Linked DNA regions of Mus musculus: all the other regions are linked to region 1. Evidence: chromatin contacts called from public HiChIP or PLAC-seq and Micro-C data. All regions are on one chromosome and are shown on one strand. The core of a region is the stretch at or near the end of the contact, and the rest is flanking DNA. Distances in the headings are between cores, read along the strand shown.

Evidence for each region. Hi-C and Micro-C count contacts between places; a contact is called where the count stands out from the background. HiChIP or PLAC-seq counts read pairs in DNA pulled down with a chosen protein or histone mark.
Region 2: a Micro-C map of embryonic stem cells shows a contact between it and region 1, with 5 times the contacts expected there. The contact joins the promoter of Mertk here to the promoter of Bcl2l11 in region 1. A contact is called at or near these places in 7 of 39 promoter capture datasets (the 3T3-L1 cell line, cranial neural crest, hematopoietic stem and progenitor cells and 2 more), 5 of 484 Hi-C or Micro-C datasets (embryonic stem cells, muscle stem cells and uterus) and 6 of 115 datasets of contacts at active chromatin or transcription factors (cardiomyocytes, embryonic limb bud, extraembryonic endoderm stem cells and 3 more).
Region 3: an H3K27ac HiChIP or PLAC-seq map of embryonic stem cells shows a contact between it and region 1, with 6 read pairs. The contact joins the enhancer-like site here to the promoter of Bcl2l11 in region 1. A contact is called at or near these places in 2 of 39 promoter capture datasets (the 3T3-L1 cell line and pre-B cells), 1 of 484 Hi-C or Micro-C datasets (cortical neurons) and 1 of 115 datasets of contacts at active chromatin or transcription factors (embryonic stem cells).

The regions. Positions count from the first base shown.
Region 1 is chr2:128,124,325-128,127,962 of GRCm38.p6, reverse strand. Bcl2l11 (BCL2-like 11 (apoptosis facilitator)) reads right to left here and starts at 1,925. Exons shown (of 4, transcript NM_207680.2): 1 at 1,711-1,925. It also overlaps a transcript of Acoxl not described here.
Region 2 is chr2:128,697,115-128,700,752 of GRCm38.p6, reverse strand. It overlaps Mertk (MER proto-oncogene tyrosine kinase), which reads right to left and starts at 1,838. Exons shown (of 19, transcript NM_008587.2): 1 at 1,650-1,838. The coding sequence starts at 1,707. It overlaps Gm39931 (a long non-coding RNA gene), which reads left to right and starts at 2,251. Exons shown (of 5, transcript XR_001783466.2): 1 at 2,251-2,339; 2 at 2,837-2,938.
Region 3 is chr2:127,603,451-127,607,088 of GRCm38.p6, reverse strand. It overlaps Mrps5 (mitochondrial ribosomal protein S5), which reads right to left. Exons shown (of 12, transcript NM_029963.2): 12 at 3,103-3,460. The coding sequence ends at 3,236. Among named protein-coding and RNA genes, the nearest start is that of Mrps5, 18 kb to the right of the region's middle. Within about 2 kb of position 1,793, at least 5 of the 459 cell types and tissues checked have an H3K27ac peak or open chromatin away from gene starts, as enhancers often do. A contact at or near this core is called in embryonic stem cells, where this site is marked.

The sequences.
Region 1 (3,638 bases), core at 676-3,175:
CTCGGGTGCAACCTTGCCGGAATGTGCACACTTCCAAAGAGGGCCTTAAGAGACATCCCTTTGAAAGTTCCACACCTAGCTGCGCGTTCTTGGCAATACCCGGCGCAAGGCTGACTCTTTCCCTCCCCGGGCCACCATGCCGAGACTCACGTCCGCCCCTTCCCTTCCGAGCGCGGCGTGTTGCGCCGATCGAACGACCCCTGCACGTCGCCACCGAGGAGGCAAGGGAAACAAAGCCGGGTCCTGGGCTCCAGGGCCCCGCGCCTGCCCGTCCGCCCTCCGCCACGCTCCGCCGGGGAGCCGAAGGTTTCGCGCGCCGCGCCTCTGGCCCGCGCTGCACCGGCCGCCGCCGGGATCATCCTCCGCCTCCTCCCGCTCCGCCCCTAGCGCGCAGCTCCCGCCGCCGCGCGGGCACCGCCAGCCCTGCGCCCCTGGCGCCGGCTGCCAGTGCTCCCCCATTGGCCCGCGCGCAGTCGCTCCCCATCGTAACCAATGGGCAGAGGCGGTGGGGGCGGCGCCTACGGGTCAGGCAGCCGAAGGCAAGGCGATTGTTGACAAACTCGCCGCCCAGCGCCGCTCAGACTGTGCCGGCCACCGCAGCTCCGGCTGGAACTTAGGGGGCCGGGCAGCTTCGCTTTGCGCCCCGCCCCACCCCTGGGCCAGGCCGGGACGGCGCGCGCTTTGCGGGAATTCCCGCCGCCAGGGCAGCGGGACATTAGAGACAAAGCGAGACACGCACCCCTCGGAGATCCGCGAGGCCACGATCGCACTCCAGGCCATTCCGAGCCAAGTCCCTAATGCCTCCGCAGTCCCCTGAAGAACTTCTCAGCAACTTCACCTGCTGTGTCCCCATGTGCTACCGAGTGCTACCGACACGAACCAAATATGAACGACCATCTCGGGTCTCGGGCATGCACATCCAGACCTCTGCCCCCACTGTTCAGTTAGCCTTCCTCAAGCAGTGCCTGCCCCGTGGGCAATAGGCTTGCGAGCTCAGGGGTCCGCCAGCCTATGCGACTGGGTCCCGGTGCAATCGGGCTAGGAGTAGTCGGCTAGCTGGGGCTTGGAATACGCGTAGCCTAAGTGGTCCTAGGGGGGTTACGGGGTTTCTTGTCTCCTGTAGATACGGTGTTCCTCAATATCCACAGGACGGTCGCAAAAGGAACCGGGCCGCCAGGGACATCCGGAAAGGAAATTGACCACTATGGCCAAACTGACTTGAATGGGTACAAGCAAAGTCTGGGCGCGTGTGATTTTAATACTCAAACCTCCGCAATGAACCCGCGTCAGCGAAGAGTTAAGTCTACCCGCCCGCCGCTACCGCGCGGCTACTTCTCCCGGGCCGTCTGGGTCGCCGCGACGCTTCCCGGCTGGACGCACTACCGGCACCACGAAGCGGGACCTCGGCTCCAAGCCGAGACCACGCGCCCTCCTTGCCCGCGAGAGATGCCTCAGCGGCCCCTCGTGCGGCATTGCGTCCCAACCCAGTCTTCGGCTAAGTGCCCGCAGCTTCAGTGCCGACAACCCTTCCCCAAAAGTGCCTTGGCACGCAGCGACCTCGACCCGACTCCCAGCGTTCGCCTCCTGCAGCCACGCGGGACAAACCAGTGCCTCCACCCGCACGTGCGACACCAGAGACAGATGAAGCCGCTGCGGCGCCTGTCTTCTATCCATCCCCAGCCTGCGCCCCGGGAGTCGCGGAGTGTTTACCTTGCGTTTCTCAGTCCGAGAATCAGAGTCAGACATTGGGTGGACGAGGGCCAGGGGAAGGGCGCCGAGGCGGTGGCGGCGGGAGCAGCGGAGGTGGTGTGAATCCAAGTGGAACACAGCTCGCAGAGCGGCTGCAGGAATCCGGTGACGGCGACGATGGCAAGGACCGCAGAGCTCCAACCAGCTGGTGACCCAGTGCCTGCGGGGAGCGAAGTGAAAGCAGCCTGCTCTTGAGACTCTGCGGTAGTTGAGCCCCCGCCCCCGCGCCCAATCACCGCGGGCTCCGCCCCCGTTTAGTCCGGCCCCCGGCAAGCCGGAAGGTAAGCCCCACCCCCCACGGCCCCCAGGCCGCTGGCGCGTGCAGGCTGCGACAGGTAGTGGGGAGGGTGGCCCCGCCGGCTGTCCTGCAGTTTGCGTGCGCCGCCCACCCCGGCGTGTTTACCCTAGTGTCTTGGCCTGCGGGCAGCTGCATGCTCGCCCATCCTCCACTCAGAATGTACCCGCCCCTCCCCGTCCGCCCGTGGCGGCCACCTCGCAGAGCGGAACTTAGGGGGCGCTCAGGGTACACTGCTCTGTGTCCAGCCCGGCCGCGGGCGCCAGTTGGAAGCCTCAGAAGGCGTCCCTCCGCCCTTGCTTTGCACAGCTTCTCAGCCCCAAACCATGAGGATTAGATTGGTGCAAGGATGGGCACTGGCCTTTGACTGTCCTTTCCTAGAATTCCTGACCTCCGGGGGACTCAGATCAGCAAGATGCTCACCCCTCTTCGTCTGCGCCTCAAGCGAGATTCTTCGTCGCCGCCGCCTTCTGCCTTCTGTCCTCCTTTAGGCTCTCCTTAGTGTTGTGTTTGTGTGTGTGTGCTGTTGTTGTTGTTGTGGTTTATATGTTTGTTTCCCTAGTGCCCAGTTACTTAAGAGGCAGAGGTGGTGGTGAGAAGGACAGTTGAGAGACAAGAGAAGCGGGAAGCTTCAGGGAGCGATGGGCGGGCACGACAAGCATATAAAATAGGGGAATGAGAAAGTTAGCTGGAAAAGAATAACTACAAGGAAAAGGAGGGGGGCTACCAAGGAAAGACGGTTGTGCCATGAGCGGTGTTGGGAGCCTCGAAATGTTTGGGGCTCACAGTGTACGCCAGGAACTGTCTATCCATCGGTCCGCCGATGCTGGCGACCATGGAGCAGCGGAGTTCAGGCCGAGCTGGGAAAACCATAAGGGGGTCGAAAAAAAAATCCCTTGATCTTCCTGAGGCCTTTGTGATTCCAACAGAAGTCTGGAAGTCAATGGCGCCATGTGCATCCCCACCCCCAGCCCCTTCTCTCATAGCGGCGGCCCAAAAAAGCTGCTCTGGAAATGGAACGTCCCACTCCCCACACGAGATTAAGGAAACTCTATTAATGGGCTACCCAACCTGCATCCAGGCTGGCAGTAAGTAGGACGTAGCCTTTTCTTGCAGAACAAGTGTTGCGACCTGCCGTCCCAATCAATGTTGGGCCATCTTGGTCATTTTGGTGTTTGTATGCGGATCTAACGTCACGGTGACACAGCACAGCCCCATGCTAAAGTCTAGCTTCTCAAGTGAATCCTGAGTGAGATCAAAGAAGCCATTGGTTCCCAGGGAAGCTGGGGTGTTCAAGGCAAAGCCTTGCTCCTGCTGGAGGTCAGGGGTGATCGCTACAAGAGCGCACAGGGCAAGGGCGTGGATGAAGTCAAGTACACCGCCGATCCAGGTCTGTCCTGACCAAGGTCTGTGAAGCAGTACTGTGCCTTGGCCACTCGGCATCCCACCCATGCAGCCCAATCTGCTACTGCTACTCTGGGAGTCCAAAGCCAGCAGCAAGTATTCTGCGCCCTCAGCGTGGAGCTAGGCGCCTCATACTTGGACTAGAAAAGAACCATACAGGGGTGGGAGGTGGGGGTGGGGAAGCGCTGGT
Region 2 (3,638 bases), core at 589-3,088, 570 kb before region 1:
GACTCCTGAAACACGTTCTCAGCAGCTCCAATTCAGGTAGAAAAAAATTGAGAAACTTTCATTCTTTCTCAGCGTGCATTTTAAGCCTTTCTACGGTTGTCTATGTCTGTCAGCTACAGAACTTCATCACACGTTTTCAAAACTTAGAAAATAAAGCATAGCAGGGCAGTGGTGGCACTCGCTCACCTTTAATCCCAGCACTTGGGAGGCAGAAGCAGGCGGATTTCTGAGTTCAAGGCCAGGCTGGTCTACAGAGTGAGTTCCAGGACAGCCAGGGCTACACGGAGAAGCCCTGTCTCGAAAACAAACAAACAAACAAACAAACAAAAACAAAAAGAAAATAAAGCATAGATTTAAAAATATCAAACAAAAGCTTTGGTTCCTATCACTCTTCCCATGCTTATGACAGTCACAGCCTCCAAAATGACGCGTGGCCTGCTAGGGCTAGTAGCAAAAGTATACCCGACTTTCAGCGGATTATTAAGAACAGTCCTGGCAGAAAGGCTGAGGAACTTTTGAGGGTTTAGTAATGGAGAATAGAGTGGTCTCAGTTCTTAGCTCGTTTTTTGGCTGTTGATGTTTGTTGCAAATTGTCACGTTGCCTCAAACTACAAATTGCTTATGTAATTTAATGTGCAAGGAAAGAATTGTTTAAAAAAGAAAAAGAAAAGAAAAGGAAAGAAAAGAAAAAAAAGCTCATTTGAGCAAATGAACTTTGAGAGGAAAAATGAGGTTTGTAGCTAAACCATAAACCAAACTTTCCTTAAAAGACAAACTTTAGTCTACCAGATTCAAGATCAAAGAGACAAAATTACACTCCGAATAGAAACAGATCTTTTAGGGCAGGAGCAATACCTGAAGGAACAATACCTGAAATGTGCTTGCTTATAGTAGTCTTCCAACCCCTCCTGCGTCTATTTCTTTTTGGAAAAACCTTGTTTTGTTTTCCCCCCAGCAGCTTCTTTACAAAGTGCCTCAGTGTCATCTGTTGGAGGAACCTGCCATACTTGTTTGCGCTAATCAATCCAGCATGTCAAATTGAACCGCTTGTGAGAGCACTTGTGGTCTGAGCACTTGTTTGTGCTACCCAAACAAAAAAGATTCCGCTCCACAGTAATAATAGTGAAAGGACCGTATCGTCCCCCTCGGCTTTTTGCAGGCTTCTTACACTCACAGACAGGCTGTCCCTACAAAGGAGGGCTAACACAATGTTCAGCAGAGCCCAGGGGAGAAGCCAGAACTAGTCTTTCCCTGGCGGGACACCTAGCCTCCAAGCAACGCCACGCGCTAACGGTGACATCCAACTTTTGCAGCTACTTATTGGTTCACGGCGTGGAATTACCTTGGAATCCTCGGTCTATGATTCGCAGAAACCCCGCCAAAGCTCGGCAAGGCTAGACAGTGTTGAGGGTAAAGTTCTTGGTGCATGCCACGCCAGACCTGAGTTGCATTTCTTAAAGGCTCAAACTTCGCTGCTCCCAGAGCGCCCAACCGGGCTTGAGGTCTTTCTCTGTGGTAATGGGAAGCTCTCGGTTCCCATCGGTTCTACTAAGACGTGCACCCCAAGACCCGGCTAGGGAGCCCCCATAACCCTCTACGGCTCGCTGGAATGAGTAGCAGCTCCCGGAGACCCTGCAACCTGCACTCACCTCCACTCCAGAGCGCGGGTAGCAGCAGCAGCCCCAGTAGCAGTGGGGCCAGAACCATCGCGGGGCCGCGGATCTGGCAGTTCTCTCCGGACAGATGCACGTATCCACCAACGTCCCAAACTCGCCAGTCGCCGAGGGCGCGTGCGAAGCGCCTCAGTCCCGGCCGCCCGGGCAGCAGGCGCCAGAGTGGCAGTGCGGAGTTGGGGATCGCAGGAGTCCTAAGTTAGAAGAGGCGGGCCCAGGGCTCAGGCCCGGGAGGGGCCAGCAGGTTGGAGTGGACAGGGGCGGGAAGGGGGAAGGGCAAAGAGAGCAAAGAAGGATGGAACTGGAGGAGGGGGCGGGAAGGGGAGGATCCAAGGACAAGCCCTAGGGAGGGTGGAGGGGCGGGGCAGAATGGAACTTGGGTCAACTCCAGCAGGTTAACCCCTGGCTTGAGTGTGTAGGAAATCTGGAAGGGAGGTGCTGGAGGAGATGGAACAGAGCTAAGGAGGGCCACCATCTTGAGCTAAAAGGACCGAGAGACGGAGAGGAAGGGGAGGGGGCTAAGAAAGAAAATAATCGGGAGGATGATCTCTGGCTACTTGGTTACATCAGAGGAATCTCACTCTGTATGGGTAGGTAGAAGGGATTGGAAAGGGTAGAGGCCGAATTTAGTGGAGAGCGACGGATGCAACTCCAAGACCTTTAAAGGTTAGTGGGTCCAGCTGCTTTGGAGGGGCAGCGATTCTGCAGTTCAGGCTCTACTGGCATAAGAGGTCCTAGCAGCTGCATTCCAGAGGCTGTGGCCGCCGTGGCAGCACACCCTGCTTGCCAGGTCCTCCCCCTGGCTACTGAAACGGAGTGCAAGAGCGGACCCTGGCGTCAAGATCTTGCAACCTCCACCCCAGAGGTTAGCTCGGGGAGAACTAAGCCGAATCCTGTAAGGAAAGAGTTTGAAACAGGGATGGAAGAAAGTGCTGTTACAGGAAAGGGTGGGAGGCCCAAACCACGGCATCAGATTGTGAATCTCAAAGAAACGGAAGGCGTATGAGGCTTTCTTAAAGGAAATAGAATGATTTGTTTTTCTTTGGAGATAAGATCACATTAGAGCCCAGAGTAAACCACCCTGATAAATTTAAAGTATTTATTACTGAAACTGAGGACAGACCCATACGCACTGTGATACAATAAGCTCCTTGCATCTCTAGCCCTGCAGGAGGACATCAAACCAGAAGCGCTGGATTAAACAGACCCTTGATTGGTGCTTGATGTGAAAGAGCCCAGTTTACTGTGGATGGTGCCATTCCCGGGTAGGTCATTCAGGGATGCATAAGAAAGCAAGCTGAGCAAGCCAGTAAGCAGTTCCTCTATGGTTTGTGCTTAAGTTCTGGCCTCCAGGTTCCTGCCTCGAATTCCTGTTCTGACTTTCCTTCATGATGCATTTCAACTGTAAGCTGAAATAAATTCCCAAGTAGCTTTTGGTCATCACAACAATAGAAATCTACGTAGGACAGACAGGGTCTTGCTATGCTACCTAGGCTGGACTTGAATTCCTGGTTGTGCAAATATTCCAGCCTTCTTAGTAGCTAGAACTGCACGTGTGTGCCACTAGGACTTGCTTAAATCTCACTTTTTTTTTTTCTTTTAAAGGCAAGGTCTAACTATTTAGCCCTAGCTGGAATGGAATTCACTATGTAAACCAGACTGGCCTCAAACTCACAGAGATCTATCTGCTCTGACTTCCATGTGCTAGATAGAATTAAAGGTGTGTGCTACCATGTTCAACACAAATGTGACTTTTTTTCTTTCTGGTTAATTACTTTAGTTTTATGTGTATGGGTGTTTTGACTGCATTCATGTGTATGCTGGGGTACCCATGGAGGTCTGAAGAGGGTGTTGGGTCTCCTAGAATGTAGTTGCAGATACTTGTGAGCTACCAGTTGGGTACTGTGAATTTAACACTGGTCCTCTGCAAGAGCAACAAGTGCTCTTAAGCACTGAGCCAACTTT
Region 3 (3,638 bases), core at 544-3,043, 520 kb after region 1:
GTTACTCCTAGGTACATTTCTCTGATGTCTTTGCAAGGTAGAGAAGGGTTGCTAGAGGCTGTGCTGACGAGCTAGGCTGTAAAGTCACAGGGTGGGCCTCCACATTCGAGTTCTACCGCCAGCTCAACAGGATCGCCATGCTTCTGGGGGGAGGAGCAAAAGCATCCTTGGAAACACGGTGCTCTTAGTGACGAGGCCTTGCTCTCAAGGCAAACTTCTACTTCACTTTTCATTTTATTGCCAAGTTATTGGAAGACAATTAGATGCCAAACATTTTTTATTCTCAAATAGTTTTTCCCCCCAATGTCAATGTGGTTGTCAATAATTTGGAAAAATGACATTTTAAAAAGATAAGAGTATTGGGTATAAAAAAAAAACAAATTAGGCTAATAGAAGAGAGATCAGTAAAGCTCATCGCTTTTTTTAGGACAAAAATAAAATTTCAAAAATAACGAGAGTTCTGGGGACACAGCTCAATGGAGAATAAAAGGTTCTGCATTCACACCCAGCACTACCAGACCCAACTATTTTCCTGTAGATTCTACTTAAATAGAAAAGTCTTAGATGTTTCCAATGTCTCTAACTTAGAGGCATTTCTTTCTTAGCAATTAGCTTCTATTTATAGCCATGAATAATATAGCTCTAGAAAAAAAATTTCCTTTGAGAGTATGTGTGTATGTGCAGGGGAATATACTAGGCAGGTGAAGAGAAAGTGCTTAGGCACACTAAATCACTGTTGGTTTATTAGACTGTGTGACTCGGGGGATAGGGACTCCTCTAGTACCTACGGGGTAGAACCGAGAAGCACCCAGTAACAGGCTCACCAGAAGACCGGGGTCTAATCCCATCACCACAGAAAACGTCCCACCCCCCTGTCTCCCCTGTTCCATCACTAACCACCTACTTCCTCAGCTCCTTACCCAGTACATCATGTCCAGCTCCCAGCAACAGTGACAGGCACACGGGAAGCAAAGGTGCAGTCTGAACGAAGCAGGCCTGAGACACAGCAGGAGTGGCTGTCACAGTCACCACCCCAGGAATGTTCAGCACCACTAAGATTAATGTTACAGGGGAACAGACAATACCAAGGAACAGACTGTAAAGTACACAGACAGGGTGAGTCTATGAAAGAATCAAAAACATGCCAGGGGTGTGCTTCGGTGGCAGAGCACTTGTCTAGCTCGTCCAAGATCCTGGGCTCGCTCTATCTCTGGTACTGTAAGCAGAAAAAAGATGTCTGATACTAAGTGGAGCATACTGGCTCATCAAGTTATCATAACACTTAGCAGAAGGATCAACCCTGGCCACATGGAAAGTTAGGTTTTAGTCACTATTCTACTGCTGTGAAGAGACACCGTGACCAAGGCAACTCTGATAAAAGACAGCATTGACTTAGAGCCTTCTTTATACTTTCAGAAGGTTAGTTCATTATCATCATGGCAGGAAGCATGGTACCAGGCAGCAGGTATGGAGCTGAAAGCTTTAAATTTTGATCCATAGGCAGCAGGCAGAAAGATAACCTCAAGGGTCATCCCCAGTGACATACCTCCTCCAACAAGGCCACACCTAACCCTTCCCAAATAGTTCCATTAACAGGACCAAGCATTCAAATACATGAGTGTATGGGGCCATTCTCATTCAAACCATCACACCCAGTCTCAAACAATGAATAAACAAACAAAGACAAAACACTCAAAATGCCGCCAGCCATCGAAGCAGGGAGCATCTCTGATGGGCTTACTGCCAGACTGAACACAACAAGGACTTCTAGGTGGAGGCTACCTCAAGAGAAACGTACACAGCAGGAAAAAGAGGGAGGGTGCATCTAAGTAAGACCCACACTCAGCATATCATAGTCTCACTGCTAGAGACCAAAGATAAAGGAGAAAGAAGACAGAAGAAAACATTACCTAAAGAGGAGCAGAAATAAGCAATTCACCCAACTTCTCAGAAAGTATGAGAGAAAATACTTACAACTATCAAAGAGATGTCTCATGGACCTATAATTAAGCAAAGACTCAGACAAACAACCGACGGGCTTTGTTCCAATCAACCTGCCTTGTAAGCTAAGATACAAGACAACGAAGAGATGGGGGTCACAAGCACAGACTTACATTAACAAAAACAAACAAACAAACAAACAAACAAACAACCTTTAACTTTCCTTATTAGATTTAACAGATGTTTGTTCAAAACCATAACAGCAACAGTGACTCAACGAGTGTTGCTCAGGTTTATGAGGCCTGAATGAACGGCAGCAGGGGCATGAGGGGAGGGGCAGGAACCTAACCCTCCATGGCTGTAAGGTACCTGACTAAACTAGCTACAAAGCAGGATCCTAGGAGAGACCTGGATCCGTTGTAAACATACATAGCAAACTCTAGAGCAACTACTAAAAAAGAGAAAAAAGAAGTGTAATTGATATTGGCAGATACTGACTTTACTACATTACAGTCACTTTATGCTGATGACCTAAAAAACACCAATTAAAGGTAAATAAGACTAGTCTATCAGAGAAGACAAAAAACAAAGCAGACCAACAAACGGAACACCCAGACCTGAGGTTGTATCTGACAGGAGGTTTGTATCTATACTACACAACAAGAGCAATTACAGCTGATAATAAAAACACAAATAACCCAAATTTTTTAAGTGGACAAAGGACCTGAATGGGCCACATGACCTGACAAGCCGACGAGGACACTCAACAGCATTTGCTTTTAGGGCCATGTGAGTGAAGGTGACAGTGAGACACACTTCAGACACAGTGGGATCACTACCACCTAGAGTCCAGGAAACACAGCCGAGGGTGAGGCCACAGCCTGGCACAGTATTTATGGACAGAAACGGCACACAACTGCCGGGAGAACTGCCTGGGAGTGGCTCAGCGGGTCAGGCTATCCAACTTCTCTGTAAAATGTAGTTGAAAACATTCATCTTCAGATGACTCGGTAACAAACACGACCTAAGTGTCACAGCAATGGCTGTGCATGTTACTACTATTAGCTATGTCCTAATTCACTTACATTTACTAGTTTAAATAACGAATTGCTCCTGATATTTGCATCTAACATTCCCATCACACAGCTATATACCATGTGCTCTGTAAGACAAATCTATAATTATTTATTTGAAAACAAAGAAGGTTGGACTTTTTTTAAAATAAAAAGTGAGAGTGGCGTGTCCTCCGGGTGCTGTCAGCACAAGCACTGGCTGGGCTGGCCTTCCGGGAGGCTTAGGTGGCAGGCCTCTTTAAATTAAACCACACAGAGCGCTTCAGTCCCTGCATGGCCTTCACGTCCTGCCAGTCCAGCTTGGTATCAGGAACCTCAGGTTCCGGCTCCGGCTCCTTACTCAAGGCCCCATGTGGGGAGGCCACCACGATAGGCAGAGGCCCACATTCCTCCCGGAATTCCACCACGTGGAGACCCTTCTTATCCGCCAGATGTTGGTGGGTTTCCTGGAAAACAGCAAGCAGAGAACAGATTAGATTTGTGAAGGTCACCTGACCCTTAAAGGGTCAGGGCTTCTGTCAACTCAAAGGAAGCCAGCATCAAGAGCCCTGAGATGCTTGGGGAAACAACAACATGAACTACCCAGTACCCCCAGAGCTCGTGTCTCTAGCTGCATATGTAGCG